Regions from separate parts of the Mus musculus genome. Here all the other regions are linked to region 6. Evidence: chromatin contacts called from public ChIA-PET and HiChIP or PLAC-seq data. All regions are on one chromosome and are shown on one strand. Each heading gives the region's core, a stretch centred on a gene start, on an enhancer-like site or on the middle of the called end of the contact. The rest is flanking DNA. Distances are from core to core; before and after follow the strand shown. Region 1 overlaps Gm34574 (a long non-coding RNA gene). Region 2 has its middle 22 kb from the start of Gm34921. Region 3 overlaps Poc1b (POC1 centriolar protein B). Region 4 has its middle 9.0 kb from the start of Gm34777. Region 5 has its middle 27 kb from the start of Gm34574. Region 6 has its middle 53 kb from the start of Gm20110. Region 7 overlaps Poc1b (POC1 centriolar protein B).

Evidence for each region. ChIA-PET counts read pairs in DNA pulled down with a chosen protein or histone mark. HiChIP or PLAC-seq counts read pairs in DNA pulled down with a chosen protein or histone mark.
Region 1: a contact with region 6 is called in an REV-ERBa ChIA-PET map of liver, with 4 times the contacts expected there. The contact joins two enhancer-like sites. A contact is called at or near these places in 2 of 484 Hi-C or Micro-C datasets (bone marrow-derived macrophages and liver) and 5 of 115 datasets of contacts at active chromatin or transcription factors (craniofacial prominence, embryonic stem cells, hepatocytes and 1 more).
Region 2: a contact with region 6 is called in an HNF4G HiChIP or PLAC-seq map of pancreatic cancer cells. The contact joins two enhancer-like sites. A contact is called at or near these places in 1 of 39 promoter capture datasets (neural stem cells), 1 of 15 datasets of contacts at CTCF or cohesin (the NIH/3T3 cell line), 3 of 484 Hi-C or Micro-C datasets (bone marrow-derived macrophages, embryonic fibroblasts and nephron progenitors), 6 of 115 datasets of contacts at active chromatin or transcription factors (embryonic basal ganglia, embryonic hindbrain, hepatocytes and 3 more) and 1 of 9 other capture datasets (embryonic stem cells).
Region 3: an H3K27ac ChIA-PET map of liver shows a contact between it and region 6, with 11 times the contacts expected there. The contact joins two enhancer-like sites. A contact is called at or near these places in 2 of 484 Hi-C or Micro-C datasets (bone marrow-derived macrophages and liver), 5 of 115 datasets of contacts at active chromatin or transcription factors (the 230-238 cell line, CD8 T cells, heart atrium and 2 more) and 2 of 9 other capture datasets (adipose tissue and embryonic stem cells).
Region 4: a FOXA1 HiChIP or PLAC-seq map of pancreatic cancer cells shows a contact between it and region 6. The contact joins two enhancer-like sites. A contact is called at or near these places in 13 of 39 promoter capture datasets (the 3T3-L1 cell line, 3T3-L1-derived adipocytes, the C10 cell line and 8 more), 2 of 15 datasets of contacts at CTCF or cohesin (CD8 T cells and the NIH/3T3 cell line), 4 of 484 Hi-C or Micro-C datasets (bladder smooth muscle, bone marrow-derived macrophages, dorsal root ganglion neurons and 1 more) and 4 of 115 datasets of contacts at active chromatin or transcription factors (embryonic stem cells, hepatocytes, liver and 1 more).
Region 5: a FOXA1 HiChIP or PLAC-seq map of pancreatic cancer cells shows a contact between it and region 6. The contact joins two enhancer-like sites. A contact is called at or near these places in 1 of 15 datasets of contacts at CTCF or cohesin (CD8 T cells), 2 of 484 Hi-C or Micro-C datasets (bone marrow-derived macrophages and liver) and 9 of 115 datasets of contacts at active chromatin or transcription factors (bone marrow-derived macrophages, craniofacial prominence, embryonic basal ganglia and 6 more).
Region 7: a contact with region 6 is called in a FOXA1 HiChIP or PLAC-seq map of pancreatic cancer cells. The contact joins two enhancer-like sites. A contact is called at or near these places in 15 of 39 promoter capture datasets (the 3T3-L1 cell line, 3T3-L1-derived adipocytes, the HPC-7 cell line and 11 more), 1 of 15 datasets of contacts at CTCF or cohesin (the NIH/3T3 cell line), 3 of 115 datasets of contacts at active chromatin or transcription factors (bone marrow-derived macrophages, embryonic stem cells and pancreatic cancer cells) and 1 of 9 other capture datasets (embryonic stem cells).

What each region holds. Positions count from the first base shown.
Region 1 is chr10:99,221,434-99,224,448 of GRCm38.p6, forward strand. It overlaps Gm34574 (a long non-coding RNA gene), which reads right to left. Exons shown (of 5, transcript XR_871997.2): 3 at 852-1,003. Among named protein-coding and RNA genes, the nearest start is that of Gm34574, 9.1 kb to the right of the region's middle. Within about 2 kb of position 1,563, at least 17 of the 459 cell types and tissues checked have an H3K27ac peak or open chromatin away from gene starts, as enhancers often do. A contact at or near this core is called in hepatocytes and liver, where this site is marked.
Region 2 is chr10:99,291,840-99,294,581 of GRCm38.p6, forward strand. No RefSeq gene overlaps it. Among named protein-coding and RNA genes, the nearest start is that of Gm34921, 22 kb to the left of the region's middle. Within about 2 kb of position 1,447, at least 8 of the 459 cell types and tissues checked have an H3K27ac peak or open chromatin away from gene starts, as enhancers often do. A contact at or near this core is called in pancreatic cancer cells, where this site is marked.
Region 3 is chr10:99,168,223-99,171,120 of GRCm38.p6, forward strand. The region is part of intron 10 of Poc1b (POC1 centriolar protein B); the gene reads left to right. Among named protein-coding and RNA genes, the nearest start is that of Galnt4, 62 kb to the left of the region's middle. Within about 2 kb of position 1,314, at least 79 of the 459 cell types and tissues checked have an H3K27ac peak or open chromatin away from gene starts, as enhancers often do. A contact at or near this core is called in hepatocytes and liver, where this site is marked.
Region 4 is chr10:99,240,536-99,243,555 of GRCm38.p6, forward strand. No RefSeq gene overlaps it. Among named protein-coding and RNA genes, the nearest start is that of Gm34777, 9.0 kb to the left of the region's middle. Within about 2 kb of position 1,761, at least 147 of the 459 cell types and tissues checked have an H3K27ac peak or open chromatin away from gene starts, as enhancers often do. A contact at or near this core is called in pancreatic cancer cells, where this site is marked.
Region 5 is chr10:99,203,358-99,206,285 of GRCm38.p6, forward strand. No RefSeq gene overlaps it. Among named protein-coding and RNA genes, the nearest start is that of Gm34574, 27 kb to the right of the region's middle. Within about 2 kb of position 1,379, at least 232 of the 459 cell types and tissues checked have an H3K27ac peak or open chromatin away from gene starts, as enhancers often do. A contact at or near this core is called in liver and pancreatic cancer cells, where this site is marked.
Region 6 is chr10:99,554,522-99,557,361 of GRCm38.p6, forward strand. No RefSeq gene overlaps it. Among named protein-coding and RNA genes, the nearest start is that of Gm20110, 53 kb to the right of the region's middle. Within about 2 kb of position 1,515, at least 36 of the 459 cell types and tissues checked have an H3K27ac peak or open chromatin away from gene starts, as enhancers often do. A contact at or near this core is called in hepatocytes, liver and pancreatic cancer cells, where this site is marked.
Region 7 is chr10:99,123,028-99,126,036 of GRCm38.p6, forward strand. Poc1b (POC1 centriolar protein B) reads left to right here. Exons shown (of 12, transcript NM_027740.7): 3 at 1,804-1,975. Among named protein-coding and RNA genes, the nearest start is that of Galnt4, 16 kb to the left of the region's middle. Within about 2 kb of position 1,519, at least 11 of the 459 cell types and tissues checked have an H3K27ac peak or open chromatin away from gene starts, as enhancers often do. A contact at or near this core is called in pancreatic cancer cells, where this site is marked.

The DNA.
Region 1 (3,015 bases), core at 313-2,812, 330 kb before region 6:
ACAGTAATTAAAAAAAAAAGATTACTTCCTGTCTGTAGGATGACAAGAACTCCTACTCTATACTTGCTTGGTCTATTATTGCCCAATGAAATATTAATAGAAATATTATATCGGCAAGTGGGGTTTGAAATTCAGAGTGCAAATCATCATAGAAAAGCTAAAAGTCAAAAGCAGTCGAAAGCTTGTGGGGACTCATAGAATTTTTGTGTGGGCTTGGCATGGTTTTTCCACTCGGGCACACATGTCTGTGCTGAGTCAGAACCTCATGAGCTCTCGGGTCCACCTGACGGCTGATCGGAGGCTTGCAGCTGAAACCATGAGACATTTTTCCACTGGCTTCTAGAATCTTGAGGGCAATGGTGGGCAGTGTGGCACGAGGTGGGTCAGTGACCTGGCAAAGTGCTGCTGGGAATGGTGGAGCATATTCCTTGAAAACTCGTTGGGGACTGGAATAGATCCACAGAGAAAAAAGACAGAAAAACAAAACCAAACAAACAACCAAACAAACAACCAAAGGCCATGGGAGAGTTCATTTCATTCAACTGTAGGGAAAGACTGGCATATTCAGAGTCCCTCTCGTCAAGCAGAAGTTCAAGATGCCAGCACGACATGGCCTCCAATTCACCCTACCCGTTGCCAACCTATCTACATATTCCCACCTTTTTTCACCTTCTCGAAGCTTCCTCTTCCCAGAATCCTCAGCTCTGGCATCGGTCTTTCCAGGAAGCCATCTAACACCCTGGAGAATGACTGGCTTCCACATGCCAGGCTTGACCTTTGCCCTCAACATATTTTATTTTATCTTCTCCACCTGAACCATGACCTCCAAGAGGGCCGTGACTGGAATTTACCTATGTATCCTCAGAACCAAGTCCGGTGCCAGGTCCAAGTCAATACACAGTCAGAGTGAGCACGGAGTTGACGGATAACTGGTGATGGTCTGATGTGACAAGGACCAGTCGATGAGGTCACAGGAAAAGATGAGTTGGGAGTTATATAAAGACTGAAAGTAGAACAAATAGGGTTGGTGGGGAAAGGACTGAATGTTTCGTTTATAGGAGATGTTAGGGTCTGCACTGGCTGGCCCTCACAGCATGTAGTATGAGGATTGGTGACAAATAGGGTTAATTACAGAAAGGTAGATAGCTGAAGGGCTGAACACCCTGGATTCGGGTTTGGATATCCAAAGTATGTAATTTTTCTCCCAACTGCTGATGAGAGGGAAAGCTGATGGGTGCTCTGACCAGATTCCACCCAGAGAGTCGCTCTTAGGCATTTTTAAATCCCACCGTTTCGGCTTAATGCAGGATTCCCTCCATTTCCTGACTGCAATCTATACACACATCTCAGTGGGTGCTGTGGGTTATTTCCATAAGCTACAGTAAACCCACGCCCACGGTGGCCCACAGCAACTCATTTGGAGTGTTTCCTTGGAGATACAGCTCCCTCGTCTTCAAGCAACTTCCCTGTGACCTGAGTATCACTCCCTGTGTCTTTTCATGCCCTGTAACAAGCTCTTACTTGAGGCCTGCACTGGCAGGGAAGGGAAATGAACAGGTCATGAAACAGAACACACTGTGCCTTTTTAAACATTAACCATTGTTCAGATCTGAAGTCCTGGCTGCTGAAGGCGGTGAGGGAAATCAAGAATTCTATGCCAGAACTCTTACCTATGGAAAATTTTAGAGTTCCCTCTTCTGCTGTGGCTCTTAAAGTTATACCAAATCAGATCAAAATGGATATATACCTGTTTGGGTTTTGTTTTGTTTTGTTTCCTTATAGAAATAGACATGTAGCAAGCCTGGCTTAGCTCTTACCTGGAAATGGCTATCTAACCCAAGCTATAAGAATAGCAAAGTCATTTTGCCTAGCAATATCTAAGCAGCAATGACATTGTATCCTTAAAATTGATTCCAGAAGTTTCCATTCTTATGGACTAGAGGGAATCTGACAGTCTTTGCTATGTGTTGGTGTAGTGACTTTTTTTTTTTTAATTTATGAGGAGTTTTTGTGGCTCTCTTGATTTTATTTTCCTGTGACTGTGAATCATAGAAAAACCCATTTCCATGGTCCTACCAGAAATGAGCTAGCTGAAGTCATTAACATTTTTCTATTGGGTTCTTATGAGGTATCATACACAGTGGCAATGATTTTTGTACATTAGTTCTCTGGTCTTGAAACTGCCTTCTAGAAGATCAAACTATACCGCATTGCCACAATTAGTGGCAAGTTGTCTAAGTTTGGGTCCTGTATCTGATTCACTGGGTGTCTCTGTACCCTACATATATAAAACTGTAGAAGCTAGGCTGGTTCTTCCTCCCAGCCCCATGTTCCCAGAAACAAGACTCAGACTTAAAATATATTTACAGATACCTTGGCTATACAGCTAGGATCTTCTCTGACTAGACCATAACTAGAGATAACCCATTTATCTTAACCTATGTTCTGTCACGTGGCTGTTTACCTTGGCTATATAGCTAGGATCTTCTCTGACTAGACCATAACTAGAGATAACCCATTTATTTTATTATTTATTTTAACCTATGTTCTGTCACTTGGCTATTTACCTGTGCTCAGGTACCATGTGTCCATCTTGTTACGTCTTCGTGGTGAATCTCCCTGTGCCTCGTTTTATCCCAGAATTCTTTCTTTCTCCTCCCAACACCCCACCCTCTATTTCCTGCCTAAGCCATAGGCTATATAGGCTTTTTAATTGACACATGATGCAGCCACTCAATACACAAGGTATTCTCTCTACATGAGGCAGTCAAAAATGTCTATTATACACATAGAAACAATTTTAACAGAAACAAAATCATGCTATCTCCAGGGTTGTTATCAGTGACTGGGGTCTGGCATTTCCAATTGCTTGGCCTCTTACTCAGAGAATCAAGAGAAAGGCTTATGTGGACTTGCAAAAGCAGCAAGGGAACTTTAGTCCTAAACCAGCAAGGCAAATCAGACACACTCTCAAGAGCTGGCAGGCAGCCACACAAGGGAGAGCACTCAAAGGTC
Region 2 (2,742 bases), core at 197-2,696, 260 kb before region 6:
AGTAACCCTGTGTTCAAGTTGCTAATCTATAATTGGTTTTCTGGTTGGAACACTTGGTTCGTCTTTTTCTGTCTAGTTGAAACTATATGAGCACGGTGGGAGTGGTAGCTTTATGTGTGTAGTCCCAACATTGTGGAGGCTGAGGCAGACAGATGCTGAGTTCAAGGTCAGTGTTGGTTACACAGTGAGACCTCATTGCAAAAATAACAAATCAACAACAATAAATTACAAAGCTAGATTTAATTAATTTAGAAGAAAAATCACATTATTTATTTTACTTTAAAACACTTTTAAAAAAAGGATTTAAAACAGGAAATTGAAAAAAAAGAGAAGGGAATATTTATCTACTGTATGGGTTCAGATGCTGTTTCTGTTAGCTTGGGCAGATTATTTTAAGAAATTAGTTGCCTGAATAGTAATTGTTCATTTGTTCATGGTCACAATAGTCAATGGTCCATTCTGGCTCAACTGACTCTGTCATCACGTCTCCTTATCAGTTCCCATGCACAGTGGCCAGAGTGGAGACATTGTTGGTAGTTTGCAGATAGCTGTGGCCATCCCTTCCATCTTGTACAAAAGTCTTCTGTCATTGTGATGTTGCTGTTTCTGTGTACAGCAGAAGAGATTATTTCCTGTTATCATTTGTTGATGTTTGTTATGAGACCATATCCCAGTATCTTGCCTAGACTGGTCTTGAACTTTTAACCCTTTTATGTCTCTGTGTCAGCTTTCTGAGTAGCTATGATGAGATGCATAAGACCATGTTGGGCTTCTCTCTTCTCTCTCTCTCTCTTACCCTTGTGCTTTGATTTAGTTGATATTTTTTTTCCAGTGCGGATGTAAATACTGCTTTTATTTACTTAGATGAAGGGACGGCACGAGAGCCATCCCTAAGCTATACAAATACACAGCGTGGACTGAGCCAGAGTGCTTCTTTTTCTCATCTATCTATCCCTAGGCTTAGACCTAGGCCTGGAAGCTGCTAGCCTCCATACAATGTAGTTTTCGAAGCTGGTTGTTTCAATCTAGCTTCCCTCAATTTCTGCCTGAATTACTCTGCTTGGCCTTATACTAACTTTGGCAATATATTTTAATCTTTGGATCATTCTCTGGTTCATTCTGTCTTTACCTATGTCTAACTTGTTCTCTTTCTGCCTGTTGTCTTTGTAAAACTGTCCTGGTAAAACTGCCATGTATATGCACCCCACCCCACCACCACCCCCTCTCTTCTTCTGCTCTTAAGTAACCTCTCTTTCCTGGGCCGTTCTCCTGTGAGTTGGGCGTATCCTATCTCCGACTCATTCTGTCAAATCTTTATCTGATTCATCACTTTGTCTACCCCCCAATTAGATGTCACTTTCAAACATGGCTGCTGCCTCCTATAAACTAACCTTACCTTCATTGTTAGGGATAGAAAGTGTGTACTAAGGGTGTGTCCAGCCAGGTCATATTGTAATTCAGGGCATGTCTGCATTCCAGCAGAGTCATGTAGACCTAGAAGATCTTTCCCTTGCCAGAGCAGCCATGTTGGTAGATTAAAATTCCTTAACAGTGGGACATTAGCAAACAGGATACCGTAGCCTTTTGAATTTGCACAATGGAACTTGTTCTTTGGCTGCTATGAAACCAGAGGTCACCTGAGGAAGACACTTCACTTGGCCTCAAAGAGAATAGAATGGGAACCCTGTGCTGTGTTCCAGCTGAGACTGGAGATGTGAATGAGGCCATCTTAGTTCCACAGCTGTGTCAACTTGATCCAGATCCAAAGAACTAAGCAACATTGGTGCCACAAGCTACTTCATATTCATCTTTGCCAGCTTGTTTAAACTATTACATGTATGGCCTGCTTGTTAAGTCACACAGGACAACCATTTTAACAATTATTTTTGTGTTTATGTGCTTTAGGAATTTGAATGATCTGATTTTTTTTTTCCAGACAGGGTTTCTCTATATAACTCCGCTGTCCTGAAAGTTGCTCAGTAGACCAAGTTGATCTCAAACTTATGAAGATTTGTTTGCCTCTGCCTCCCGAGTGCTGGAGTTAAAGACACAAAATGGTGTTCTAGATTATTTTATGAAGCAGTGTGGTTCATGGTTTATGAATTTTTCTTGCCAATGGGGATGCTTCATTGACAAGGAAAGTTAGTCAATGGGAGGGAAGGGAATGGTCTGGTTGCATGGATCCATAGAAGTGTCCTCATGTCCCTCTTACAGCAAGAGGACCTGCAAAAGTCCAATGGCACCTTTAAGGCTCCCAAACGGATGAAGGTCAAACTGATACGTGAAAGTAATCGAGTTCAGAATGAGAGAATTAAAAGTCAAGATGAAAGCGTTTTGTATTTTCCTCTTGAGAAATGTCTTTGTGAACTGACACCAGAGAAATCACTTCAATTTCCTTCCTGGGATGATGAGTGGTTTACAGTGTTGGGTTGAATTAAGTCAGTGTCTTCAAAAAAGAAAAAGAAAAAACCCACCTCTATTGTACTTACAGCAGACCATTCTTATGGGCTCAAGAAACATCGTCATTACATCGTTGTCTGTAGATGGAGATCATAGTCAAGTCAGGAATTATTCATTTATTCTAGACTCCTAGCTAATGATCTCCCGAGAGCAACCTCTTGATATGAGTTTTCAGAGTTTCAGAGACCTTGAACCAGGTCTGCCTAAGCCCTTCAGGAATGATTTCTACAACCATAGTGCCCCATCATGTCATCGAAACATAAAACTATTAACAAATCGTTA
Region 3 (2,898 bases), core at 64-2,563, 390 kb before region 6:
TAGCCTACTGTATTCATTTTATTATTTGTCCTAAAAGTAGATGAAGAAACTGAAGTCAGAACTCTCACCGTCGTTCTGTGGATTGCTAAAACACTGGATTCCTTATCTCAATCCTGAGCACAATGCATAGTGCAAATATAACTATGCCTTTCTTTAGAGTTAGAGACAGCATTCAGGTCAAATTAGTTATTTATAATAAACTGAGACTTTCAAGTTACATTATAGGGGGAAAAAAATCCCAGAATGTGCAGTTCTTTAAACCATTAGCCAAAATAAAGACAGGCCGCCCAGAGAAGCACAGCAAGTTGCTCCCGTGAGAAGGCCCAACAGCGCCCACCCTGGGCAGGGGAAGGAAGACAGCAGTGGACGGAACACATGTCAGCTGGAGAGTTCCCCTCATGTCCTGTATGGGGAATTGTCACGGAAATGTTGGTGGGGGCAGTGTTCCCAAAGAGATGATCAGTCACCTAGAGAAGGCAATAGAAGACTTTTCCCAGAGAAATCAGCCGTTAGCCTGAGCAGAGATGGGTAGGATTTGTTATTGTAGTTTGTTTGTGTGTTTTCAAACTGGAATATTTCAGGTAAGAATGCAAGTATGTTCCTTTAAAATTTTTTGAAAATGTGCACCATGATAATAAAATGCACAGTAATCTACTTCTGATCCCTCCTCCTTGCATCCTGTCTCCCCACCCCCACCCGCATACGGTCTCTCCTTGTTCCTCCCTCCCTGAGCTGGCTTGGAGATTGTCTTGCCTTAGCCTTTTTCCTTCACAGGTGGCACATTGGGGCCTTTACATTGCCTTACCAACAGGTGGCAGATATGGCCGAATCCTGCCAGGCTTCGCTCTCATATGCGTCCATGTCCCTCCCGCAATAAGTATTTCTTGAGGAACTGCTCCGTGGTCATTCCCCATTCTCAGCTTTAAAGAAATGAAAAGGAAGCAATAAATTAAAACCTGTCCAGAAAAGTTCAATTCTACATCCCACTCAGAGAAACAGGGAAGTCTCAGTTAAAAACAGAGTCTTTTTAGGATAGTGGATCAAAAACGCTGCAAAAGTGCAGAAAAGCACTCTGGGCAATAGCGAGAGGCTGCAGGAGTGTGGTCAAGACACCTGTCACATGGCAGGTGCCGCCTGAGTAAGTGCCGCAGTGGCACTGGGGGCAAGGACCTAGAAAACTAAGGAACTAATGGACTTCAGGCAGTAGTGGCTTGACACAGGCAGGAGCAAGGGAGGGTCAGAGATGGCAGGCTTCTGAAGATATTTTGAAGGCAGAGCCAAGAGGATTTCCTGACAGATTGGATGTCAGCTGTGGGATTCCCTATCTCCTCTCCCAGGGGACAGTAAGGTGTAGCCTTGCATAATCTCAGGGCAGCTGGGAATATCTTCTGCCTCAACCTCATTTTGACAAAGAGCCAAGGACAGAAAAATAATCATAGTTTTCTTGTCTTAGGTTCTGGAACCAGGGGAAGGAAATTCTCTGCCTTTTCTGTGACTTTGGGGAGTGCCCTGCTAAATGTCATTTAGAGTCACATTTCTCAGCAGAGCACGCTTGGTTTCTCTTTTGCAAAAGATTTTTTACATCAGCCTGTTTGAGGGAAGAGAGCCGTTGCCCACTTTCATGGACCATATGGTACATACTACCTATAAAGCAATGTTGTGTTGACACATCTGCGGACACAGGGAGAGTAGACTTGCAGACAGAATATTTCCACGGGTGTTGTGGCAACAGTACATCCTGGTTACTAGACAACATTGTGTAACTAGTTCAGAGTTATTTCAGTTCCTAACTGCTTATGTAAGCAAAGATTTGGAAGGACTTATTTGAAAGAACACAGTGTCTGCAAATTCAAATGTCCCTCAGCCAAAATGTACAACTTTGACAGCTTTAGATGCACGTGCAGGCTGGAGAGTATGTTAAGAGCACTGGTTTCTCTTCCAAAGTACCCGAGTTCAATTCCCAGCACCCACATTGACCACTAACAACTATCTGTAACTCCCGTTCCAGGGCACCCATCTTCTTCTGCATGCAGCGTAAACGTCCACACAGATAATATAAATAAATAGTTTTAAGAATAATGCAGGAGCGCCCGTAAGTCACGGGGCGCTGGCACCCAGCCTTCCTTCCCTCTCCCTGTACTACGTCCCCAGGCTTACTCACGGCGTCATTTGGAGAAGGTCAGGTTCTCTTTAAGGTTTTTAAACTTTGCTACAGCGAATAAGGCTGCATTTGATTTGTAAGTTTAGCACATATGATTTCTAAAAACCAAATATGTTGTTGGCTTACAGTAAACGGGCAGGTTGGTGTGTTTTCAAGCACTGTTTAGGTGGCTCTGCAGTGTCTGTCTGGGTGGCTCTGCAGTGTCTGTCTGGGTGCTCTGAGGTGTCTGTCTGGGTGGCTCTGAGGTGTCTGTCTGGGTGCTCTGCAGTATCTGTCTGGGTACTCTGCAGTATCTGTCTGGGTACTCTGCAGTATCTGTCTGGGTACTCTGCAGTATCTGTCTGGGTACTCTGCAGTATCTGTCTGGGTACTCTGCAGTATCTGTCTGGGTACTCTGCAGTATCTGTCTGGGTGCTCTGCAGTATCTGTCTGGGTGCTCTGCAGTATCTGTCTGGGTACTCTGCAGTATCTGTCTGGGTACTCTGCAGTATCTGTCTGGGTACTCTGCAGTATCTGTCTGGGTACTCTGCAGTATCTGTCTGGGTACTCTGCAGTATCTGTCTGGGTGTTCTGCAGTATCTGTCTGGGTGCTCTGCAGTATCTGTCTGGGTGTTCTGCAGTATCTGTCTGGGTGTTCTGCAGTATCTGTCTGGGTGCTCTGCAGTATCTGTCTGGGTGCTCTGCAGTATCTGTCTGGGTACTCTGCAGTATCTGTCTGGGTGTTCTGCAGTATCTGT
Region 4 (3,020 bases), core at 511-3,010, 310 kb before region 6:
TTGAAGCCCACACCCACAGTGACACACCTCCTCCAACAGGCCCACATCTTGTGCCACTCCCTGGGGTGAGCATATACAAACTATCACAGAAAGGAACATAAGCTAGGGAGATAGCTCAATGGGTGATATCCTAGCCTTGCAAACACAAAGACTTAAAGTCTGTCCCCTAGAACCAACATAGCAATGTGCCATGCACTGACAGTCCCTTCACTGCGGTGGCGGGGAGCACTAGTCTAGCTGGCCAATGAGACAGTGTCTCAAAGGCATTGGGTGGTCCTCCTGGGGATGACCCTCTGCCAATACTTGGCCCACACACAGATATGCAACAACCACAAACTAAGTGAGAGGATCCATTCTTGCTTGCATACTTCACCTTCTACAAGGGAGAGAGCTGCTGGCTCTGGTTGGGGAGGGGTTACAAGGCTTCTGTGTCTTTTCCTTTCTTCACCTATCTCAATTAATAAGAACATTGTGATCTGTGTGGTCCTAATGAAAGGTTCCACACGTTTACCTTTCCCCTATCACCCTAGAAGGCACTAGATCAACGGGTTCTCACATGGGCATTGTGACCTTTTGGTGGGGGGAGTAAATTCTAATGACCCTTTCACAGGGGTCAAATATCCTGCTTATCAGATATTTACATCATGACTCATAACAATAGCAAATTACAGTTATGAAGTATCAAGGAAAATAACTTTATGGTTGGGGGTCACCACAACATGAGGCGCTGTACTAAAGGGCTGCAGCATTAGGAAGCTTGAGAACCACTGTACAAAAAATTCTAATGCTTGAAGTAATTTACCCTGTTAGCCTTAGGATGTGGAACACAGTAGAAACTGAATGAAATGACAAGATATGAGAATGAGAGAGAGAGAGAGAGAGAGAGAGAGAGAGAGAGAGAGAGAGAGAGAGAGAGAGAGAGAGAGGAGGCGTGTATTTCTAGCCCTGCAAACAGTGGCATTTCCTGTTCACCCACTCACTACCTAGCTTCCAGTCTCAGGACCACATAAGTATGTTACATACATTATCTCCTTTTGTCCTTTTATCTCACAATCTCCCCCCGCCCCACACCCCCTCACCGCGAGACTAGTGAGACCCTCAGAGATTTATCAATTTGATGTTTTAGAGGCTAGAAGCAGAATAGGGATTTGAACTGAGGCCCACGTAGCTCCAGTTTTGGTGTAGTTTCGTATATCCCCAAGTACCCAGGCACAGGCCGACTTGCACACTTCCCACACCACATATTGCCCTCAGTGCTCCCTGGTGTCAGGGATATTGTTACAATCACCTTCTCTGGCTTTTAAAAGCATGATTTTCATGGTAGCTCTTTTACCTGCTGTCTGGAAAAGGCCATAAAGATCCCATAGCCTGCTATAAGAGCAACCAGCGGCTGTCAGCCAGATGCTGTCAGGGTGGCGATAGAAGTGTATGGCAGTTCTAGTTGGACTACCCAGAATCCCTCTCTCGACTTCCGTTGTTTATTCCTCTTTGGTTCTTTAGCAACTTGTGTACCCGTCTTGTGGGACCTGTTCGAAAGGGATGCGACCTGTTGAAATGATGCGCCCGCGAAGCGAGACAAGAATCCTGTCTGCACCCCACACTGTTTGCTTTGTGAAATTCCAGACTGTTTAATCTGCCCTACCTCATCCTCATAACTCCAGATTCCACTTTTCTTAATGACTTTCCCCTCCTTCAGTGCCTACACAGTTATCTTTGAAGAAGGCAGAAAAGCAAAGATGAATCATGTGCAGGAAGTGGGGGGGGGGGGGAGGGGGAAGGAGTGTGGTTGGAACAGCAGATGGCTGAGCGTGTGGGCACAGAGCTGTCTCTGTTGTTCCTCCCGCCACGCTCTGGAAACAAGTCCCTTGGAAGCATATATTCATTCCAGGATGGGGGCTGCATCTGCTTTCAGGTACTAACATGTAAATCCACATCCGCCAGGATTCATTGTAGGTATCCTAACCCTAGGCTCAAGCCCAGGTTGGACTATTATCCTGTCCTTGAAGTTTTGACCACAGACCTTCTAGACTAGACATAAGGTGATAAACTACTTCAATGAGTGGAAACAAAATTTCTCATGCCATCTTTTTTTTTTTTCTCCTGCAGGATATGAAGTAAGTGTGTGGGTATTTCTCATGTGTTGACGTGCCAGCTCCCTGACCTTCTAGGGGACTGGCAGATGCTTCTAGAAAAGCTGGACTGGGCTTTCAGGGGAAAGTCTAGGTTAAGCAGAAAATCCCACTTTGTTCCACCGGGAGCTTGTGGTGGTCTGTATGTGGAAAGAACAGGAAGACAAAAGTTCTGCATGCTGGCGCACAAGTACTGACCAGAAAGCACACTAGAGTTAGCTCCCCAATGTACGCACGCAGGCAACCGGAGTCATTTTGTTTGAATAGCTGGACTAAATTTCGAGAGCTCACAGCAGCGGAGAGTTGGAAAGATCCTGTCTCAGAAGGCTTCATTTTGCCCTTTCTTTCTTTCATTTAAATTCCCAGATGCCATTCACATATACGCTAGAGAAAAGGCCGTAATTATTTTACTTCTACATGGATGTACTCATTTAACGAGTGTCTTGACTGCTTTCTCTCTATTTCTGCCATTACCATCTGGCCTCCAGACGAATATCACAGCACACAGGTATGCAGAAGTGTTTTTGTCCTGTTCTCCTTAAGGTGATAGGTATTTTGATAAAATGCGTTTCTAGAGTTTGGGATATGTCTTAGCACAAGCTATTATTCGTGACTTGGAAACCAAGTGCTGTGGTTTAAAACTTATTTGACTAATGGACAGCTTAAAAGACACTCTTAAGGGACCGAGGAGATGGCTTGCTGTATATGCGTGAACTTCTCAGTGTGGGTCCAAGCACCCACATTAAAAACAAAAAACAAAAAACAGGAATAGCAAAGTGCATCTGTGTCCCAGAAATGTATCAGCAGAGACAGGGGCACCCCTGGGCCTTGCTGGCTGGCTGGTCTTGCCAAATAGATGAGCTTCAAGTACAGTGAGAAACTTAGTCTCAA
Region 5 (2,928 bases), core at 129-2,628, 350 kb before region 6:
GATCAGAAGAGAAAGCACTTGTTTCACTTCCCGAAATATTTGAAATGTGGTGGCCTTAGAGACCGGCCATGACAGTTATCACTGAAGATTTCCAAGTGGGTGGTGACAAATTGAACTGTAAAATGTTAGTGTTTTAGTCCTGGCTAAAATGTATGCTTTTCATCTACTCTTAGGGGAGGCAGAAGATGCGTGAGCCAGGCTGCCATTGCACTGCCACCCCCACCCCCCACCCCCACCCCCCACCTCTTGGAACTCAGACCCCTGCGCTTGCTAGGCGAGCCTTCTACCGCTGAGCTAACGCACTAGCCCTCTTTAACCCCGGGTCTCATCCTGTATTGTCACACTTAATCCTGCAGACTTCAGGCTTGCGATAAAAAAGGAGAACAGAGGCCAGAAACCTCGGCCAGCACACCCGCTCTCCAGTTCTTCGTCCGGTTGTATCTGAGCTGCCACGAAAAAAGATTAATCCGGAACAGGAGCTGAGGAAAGGGAGGGGAAGAGAGGAAGAGAAGGAGGCAGGCGGATTGGGTGGGGGGAGACCTCCCCCTCTGTCTCTTTACTTCAAACCAAACCCGTCTACTGCTTTTAAAACTATTTCGAAAAATAATTTCGTGTCCACAAAGTAGTACCTGTTAAAAGTTTTGAAATTAAAAAATACTGAGGGGGGGAGGAGGAGGCGGGAAGGCGTGTTTTCTGATGAGACGCTCTTCCGCCTTATTCTGTTTGCCCAGGATCCTCCGGCTGGGGAGACAGGAGAAGGGGAGAGCTCCCTGGGCGAGGCGTGTTTCTCCGGCTGGATGTTGGATTTCAGGGAGCAGTCCAAGGTTGGGACGAAGGACTTTTTTTGCTGAGATGGCTTCAGGATACTTTTGCCTGAATTAGTTCTAATGAAACACTATCCTACCTCAGGTTGTTTCCTCTCCTTAATCCCTGGAGGAAATCCCTTTGCTTTTCAGAGATAAAAAGTTAGTAGAACAAAGAGACAGTCAGGGAAGCGGCTGGGCCTTCGCTATAGAATTTCACTGAAGCCTGTCCAAGCCCCGGGATAGAGCCGGAGGGCTGTACTGTTTATTCCTACACCTGGATTGAATATCAAGGTCTTTGAGATGAATCATTTAGAAACTTGGTGTTGCGAGCGGGGGTGGGGGTGGGAGGGTGGGGGGATGTGTTTCTTCGGGACTCTCTAATAATGTCTGTGTCAAAGGCAGAAATCACACAGAGAGTTCAAAGTTATTAAACCCCCCTCGATTCACCACTTTCATTGAGCAAGAGGAGGGAGTCTTGGTTTTTGCCGTGAGGAGGGGAGATAGATGGGGAACCAGAGTGTCAGCCTCCCCGGGTGGCTTCCTTGGGTGGCTTCCTCGCACTGCAGCACCAGCCGGAGACTGTCACCAGTTTCGTTTTCACCTTTAAACCGTGATTAAGGCAAAAGGCGCGGGATTTGATGTGGCTCCAGACGTGAACAGAAAAAAAAAAAAAATACATTTAAAAGGAGCAGGACGGCCTGACTCTTGTTTCTAAGTGACAGCTACTTTTCAGAGAGCACATCAAAGCCCAGCTTAACCACAGAGGGTCTTGTGGACCCAGCAAGGGAAGTAATGGCACTGACAATGTTTAAAAAATAAAACACAAAAAACTAGAAATGGATCTGGAGAGATGGCTCAGAGGTTAAGAGCACTGACTACTCTTCCAGGGGTCCTGAGTTCAAGTCCCAGCAACCACAAGGTGGCTGTAACGGGATCCGATACCCTCTTCTGGTGCATCTGAGGACAGGGACAGTGTTCTTCACATATATAAAAGAAATAAAGCTTAAAAGAGAAGATGCTGGAAATGTGAACCCCTGCACTGTATTGACCTTTAACAGAAGCATCGGGCACCGAGAAGCAACCCTCTTTTTTTTTTTTTTTTTAAAGATTTGTTTATGTATGTGAGTACTCTGTTGCTGTCTTCAGACACACACTAGAAGAGGGGATCAGATTCCATTGCAGATGGTTGTGAGCCACCATGTGGGTGCTGGGAATTGAACTCAGGACCTCTGGAAGAGCAGTCAGTGCTCTTAACCACTGAGCCATCTCTCCAGCCCCCCAAGAAGCAACCCTCTTAACCCCCCTTCCCTGCACCCCTCCCCATTCCTCTTCCCTACATCCCTCCCCATTCCTCTTTCCTACATCCCTCCCCATTCCTCTTCCCTACATCCCTTCCCATTCCTCTTCCCTGCATCCCTTCCCATTCCTCTTCCCTACATCCCTCCCCATTCCTCTTCCCTACATCCCTTCCCACTCCTCTTCCCTACAACCCTTCCCATTCCTCTTCCCTACATCCCTCCCCATTCCTCTTCCCTACAACCCTTCCCATTCCTCTTCCCTGCATCCCTTCCCATTCCTCTTCCCTACATCCCTCCCCATTCCTCTTCCCTACAACCCTTCCCATTCCTCTTCCCTACATCCCTTCCCATTCCTCTTCCCTACACCCCTTCCCATTCCTCTTCCCTACATCCCTTCCCATCCTCTTCCCTACATCCCTCCCCATTCCTCTTCCCTACATCCCTCCCCATCCCTCTTCCCTGCATCCCTCCCCATTCCAAGCTTGACCAACCTAGCTGCTCTGCTCTTAGCCTGAGTTACAAACTCAACAGATGACTTGGTCTCTAGAGTCTCTTCGTTTCTAAATGTGGTGCTAAGACTTCAAAAAGCGTTTTTACATCGAAAGCTAAATCTCTGGCTTCTGTTGAGAAGTGGGAGGCTAGAGTGTTAGCTGTCATGTTTTGCTTAGAGCTTTGTTAAGTGTTTGGTTTCACGGGCCACACCTTCCAACTCACCTGACCTACTTGTCTTTGCGACCACACCTGCACTTTTGGTGTGACTTTTGTGCTAGGAGGCTGAGCGATCACCACCTCACAGGGTTGACAGTGCAGAACTCTTGAGTTTT
Region 6 (2,840 bases), core at 265-2,764:
CTTGCCCTTTCCCAGATCTCTGTGCCCATCAAGGTTCCATTGACAGAGATCTCCTTCGCTTAACGTCCCTGCTTGCTGAATTCCAGAATGAGCTTTGATAGGTTAGAGCTCAAACCTTTGCTTTGCTGTCTAAACTCTTTCTTTCTTGGAATGGCTATAACATGTTTTAATTCTCATTTGATTATGAGCAATAGCACAAAGATCAAATACTTGTTCGTATTTATCTTCCTTTCTATTAGAGAATTCGACTAGAGGCTCTGCTTAAGCAGCAGTAATATGTTACATTTATTACACTCATATTCTATAAGGAAAGGCACACATATTTCTAAAAAAAAACCCCAAAACAAACAAACAAACAAACAAACAAACAAACAAACAAAAAACAAACAACTTCCTTGTGTTAGGTGCCGTGTCTTAGAGAAATACACACGCTTCCTAGTCTTGTGGGAATCAAACATGGATTTCATGAACATGCTATTTGCCAGAAATAAAACAAATTCTCAAACAGCCTTCACGTTTGGCATAGTTATTAGCCCTACATGTGACTTAGAAGCTTCATGAGCCATAGAAAGAAACTTTATTTCAGGACTTTTCATAGTTGAAAAGCATTTGATTTTAGTGTCATCTGACTTTTTAACATACTTTGGATCCTGAATCATTTGACTCAAGTTTAGGTCAACAAGAGGGTAGAGTTGGGCAACCCTTTAAACAAGCGGTTGCATTTATAAATGATAAGGCCTGGGTTAATCTTTTGCTCTTTTATAGGCCTTTTTAATTTAGTTCTTGGACAGAGCAGTAACATGATCAAGTAGGAACCATGGGGTGGGGTCTTCTTTGGTAATAGAGAACACTTTGCTATTCCATATATTTTAACTCAATATTAACAGCCTGTAGTGAATGAATTTATGTGGAAAATAAGAATAGTAGCACCTTCCTTAGCCGGGGCTATGTGGTAAAACATGGAACATACAACAGGGTCCTACAGACCAGATTTAACCTGCACTTGGTTTTCATAAATCAAAGCTTACCGAGACACAGAGCTATCTATTCAGTATGTACTATTTGTGTCCCCTTTCAGTAACAAGAGCAGAATGAAGGAATAGCAATTAACACTGGTTGGCCCACAGAGCTGAAATGAGTTTTCAATTTTGGTTCTTTACAAATAAGCTTCGCTGGTTTTGCTCGTCCTTGATTAAAATATGCTTCACTAACTAGAAAATGCTCAGTAGTTACTAATTATCATAATTATCCTTTTTCTTTTTTGTTTTTAACCCCGGTATAATCTGAAATGTGAATGAAACAGAAAGGGTCCAGAAGGTTATCAGAAGAACACGGTGCTCCAGCTAATGGAACCTCAAATTGAAACTGAACTTGAGTCAAAGACCAAAGTGTAATAGAAACCTCAAAGGGTAAATTTGTTTTTCCTAATTGAAAACTTTCACCGGTTCAGTGAGTTTTTCCCTTCCTCCTAGAAAGCACGGGTGAGTCACGGTTGAAGTTATTAGTTCATTCTTGATAACAGTTGTCACTGGCAGCGACCATGAAACTATTCCATTGGTGCATAGCACTGCCGTACCAAGCAGCTTTGCTGGCGCTGGTATTGATTTCAATTAAAACATGTTATCTGAATCACAGTCGTGTTTCCTGTTGGCTTCCCTCTGTAGCCAGTGATGCAAATGGAAAGCCACTCTCCAACCTGCAGTATCTGGTTACTTACAACAAGGTCTAGGCAGCTGGGGTATAAACAAATCCCTAGTGCCGATCAATGGAGGAGGAAATGATCTTCATTTGCCCTGCATGATGTCATCCATCTTTGGCCTGACAGTTTTCTAACAATTATTGACTGAGGGCAGGCAAATCTTATGAATTCATCTTAGTCCTTCTCAAGGCAGGTAGTCAAGCATAGCCCCAAATGCAGTGGTCTCATTCCTTGTGTATACGTTCTTTGTATTTCTTCTTTTATTCTCCATTATGTGAACCCGGGGGTGGGGGGTGGTGGTTGGAGTTTCTGTGTTTGCCCAAAAGCACTCGATGACAGTGCCCTGGAGCTGAGTGTTATTACAGCTGTGTTTAGCATTTTAATGCCTATCCTGTTTTACTTATTAGTCCGATCCAGTGATCAAATCCCTCAGTGTTTGCGGGAGGATTCTGTATTTTGTATCAGAACTGGTGCTTTTACTATCAAAGCTGACATTTGTCATTGATCCCAAAGGTATGTAAGCTCAAGAGGATACATATGTAGAGTAGATTCTAACTCGGCAGCACAGATGTGAGCTTCTGACCTCGAGGCTTGTGTAGTAAATTAAATCACCAAGGTCGGAAGTGAGCCCAGGCTACGGCTTTCCCGACTGGCTTGGTGTTTCTCTGTTCTCCACACAGCTGGAGACACATGCGCAGACTATATTTTCTTCCTCTCAGCCTTCTTTGAAGTTAGATGCAGCCTTGTGTCTGGTGTGTGTGTGTGTGTGTGTGTGTGTGTGTGTGTGTGTGTGTGTGTGTGATTGAGTATGAGAAGGGAGTGATACACAGTCCTGTCTACAAAGCTTTCTCAGGTGTTCCCTTCTCCGTATTAGAGCTGTATGGTCAGGACTTCAAAGACACAGAAGAGGGGCAACAAGAAATAGAACCTTATTATGTTAAGTCACTGAGACTTTTTGAAGATCAAACCTAGGGTCTTGCGTAGGCAAGGCAAGGCAAGGCAAGGCAAGGCAAGGCAAGGCAAGGCAAGGCAAGGCAAGGCAAGGCAAGGCAAGGCAAGGCAAGGCAAGGCAAGGCAAGGCAAACCCTCCATCACCAGATCATAGCCTTAGCCCTTAAGTACTGGGCTTATGGGATATTTG
Region 7 (3,009 bases), core at 269-2,768, 430 kb before region 6:
TTGGAGTGTAGCTGCTGAGTTAAAGGATAGGTGTATATTCCACTTCTGATACCAGCCGGCATGATGGGAGAGTTCTGCTCGGTGCATGTCCTCAGGGACTGACCTACTCAGTGTCTCATTCAATGTGAACGTTTGGATAAGGGTGTGTGTGTGTATGTGTGTGTGTGTGTAGTATGTGTGTATGTGTAGTGTGTGTGTGTGTGTGTGTGTGTGTGTGTGAGAGAGAGAGAGAGAGAGAGAGAGAGACTTACTTTGTAGCTCAGTCTGACGTGTAATGTACTCTTTGTAGCCCAGGCTAGACTCTAAGTCATGTATGCTCTTTTTGCTTCCAACTCTTGAGTGCTGGGATTGCAGACATGATCAATCATGCTCAGCAAAGTAGTGGGAGGTTTTGTTTTATTTTGGGGTTCTCTCTCTTTTTTTCCTTCCTTTCTTTGTTCCTTCCTTTCTTTCCTTCTTTCTACAGCAAGGGTTGAAGCCTGTTGAAATATACAGCCTTGAGAGGCCTGAAACTATGTAGGCCAGGCTGTCCTCGAACTCATGAAGATGGCCTGCTTCTTCCTCCAAGCACTGGGATTTAAAGGCCTGTGCTGCCACACACTGCTTACAGTGATAGATTTTTTTTTTCAAGGAACAAACTTTTTTTTCATTTAACTGCAGCACAAAATGTCATTCTCTTTATGCTGAATAGTTTATATATGCTGTTTATGCAAACTTAGCCACCCTCAGTCAGAAAACTACTCTAGGTTCTCTCAAAGCTTACCATGACATTTTATCTGTAATGCATACAGAATGGATTCATGTGAAAAGGGAAATCTCTTCTCCCATGACAGTGACAATTTTCCTCTCCCAGATCATGAAATACCCTCTTTTCCAAACCCAAGTGCAGTTTCATACTACACTTGGACCAAGGTATGTGTGTTTGTCTTGCCATGCCCTCTTGGCCCTGCGAGGCCTCGTTGTTGGGCCTGTTCTGGGATGTGTGTATAACAGAACTTGTTTTGTAGGCATGAATTAAATCCACCTTTGTCAAGGAATTTATTTCCGCTCTTGATCACATTCATATTTCCTCCACTTAACGATTTTTAAGCTAACCTCTGACTCAGTTCTTTTGATTAATCATCAAGTGTCATAAAGTTACAGAGCAGAAACAGATTTTTAAGGTCATCTCACCGAGCTTTAAAGCGTTTCTGGTTCAGTTGACAAAGGTAGGGTGTCTCGGTGGGTGATAGTGTCCTAAGCTTACCCATCCTGTGACTGTGGGAGAGAAGCCACACTCTTAGCTCAAGCACACAGAAACTTTTAGGAATGAGGATGCTGTGATCTATACAACACGTCTTCAAATGGTTCAAGAAAAAAAATGTCTCTGCATACACACGTGTTCATGTACAAAGAGAACCAAAGACAGACAGATAAAATATTAACAGGTGGGATTGGGCTAAGGGTGTAGTAGTGCTATTTAAGATATGACTTCTGTGTGAGCTCATATCCACATAGTTTTTTTAAGTACCTCATTTGTCCCTCTGTAACACTGAGGGAGGGTGACTAATGCACTTTGCTCCAGTGTGCTCCTACTTGTAGGGCACAGTCCCTGAGCTTGCCTAAGTCACTGCGGCTAGTACCCTGCTGGGTAGCAGGGCACTACCAACTTAGAAGACCCATAATAAAATTTAAATATTTTTAAATAATAAAATATTTCTGTCATTACCTGGCCAGCCCACAACCCCCAAGTTCTCTGTCTTCTTGTTATTGATAAGGCGTGCGTGTATCTCAACACCGGCCTGTTCTCCTCTTTCCTGACAGCTACTGCTTCGTGGGACACCTTTCTCATGCTATGGAGTTTGAAGCCACACGCTAGAGCTTACAGATACGTGGGCCACAAGGATGTTGTAACCAGCCTGCAGTTCTCGCCACAAGGAAACCTATTAGCCTCTGCCTCGAGGGACAGAACTGTTAGACTGTGGGTTCTTGATAGGTAAGAGGTGCAAACACTGATGGGGTCTGGGTTGGAGCTGTGGAAGGTGCTGAGGCCTGCCTGCTCTTAATGCACCTTTTGGGGCGATGTTTCAACTCCCTAGGGACCTGTACTCATTAGGGTCACAGATATACTGCCCAGGTTCTATTTTATTTATTTGTTTATTTATTTATGTATTTAGGTTTGTTTGTTTGTTTGTTTGTTCCCATAGCTGAGGATAGAACCCAGGGCCTTCTGCTTGCTAGGCAAGTGCTTTACCACTGAACTAAATCCCCAACCCCACTGCCTTGGTTTTAAAGACAAACTATTTCACACAAGTTTCTCAAAATTCAACTCAAAATTATGCCCTCTTTTTGAACAATCATTTGTAACCTGGAGATATGCACAATATGTCAGAAGCTTTGGGAGATGGTTAGAAATATCTATGTAAATCCGAAAGAAACACAGTGGAGTATATCAGAAGTTCATTATTAGCCCCACAGTCCCTGCCCAGCCAGGGTTTTTAAGGGCCCCAGAGACCCTGCTGACACCCCTGTGCCTGACACCCCTATGCCTGACAACCCTGTGCCTGACACCCCTGTGCCTGGAGCATCCTTTGATTGTTATCATTCATTTAGGAGCTCTAGAATCTTCTTGTTTAAAACATTTCCGACAAATACATAAATCATTGTTGAGTATGGTGACATATACCTGTAATCTCAACACTGAGAAGAAAGACACAGTTCTGAGTTCAAGACCAGCCTGGTCTATAGAGTAAGTTCCAGGACAGCCAGGGCTACACAGAGAAACCCTGTCTTGAAAAGACATTCATATATATTAATATATATATATATATATATACACATACATATATATATATACTATATTAATGCATTTGCTGAAGTTATATTATTTGATAATAGATCTTCTGTTCAGACATGAGCTGATAGCCTGTCTATTATAAAAGTTTTGTAGTTAGGATATCTTTTAAGTTTTAAATTCTAAGTATATAAAATTTCACAGATCCATAAAAAATGAATGGTCCCACTTTCTCA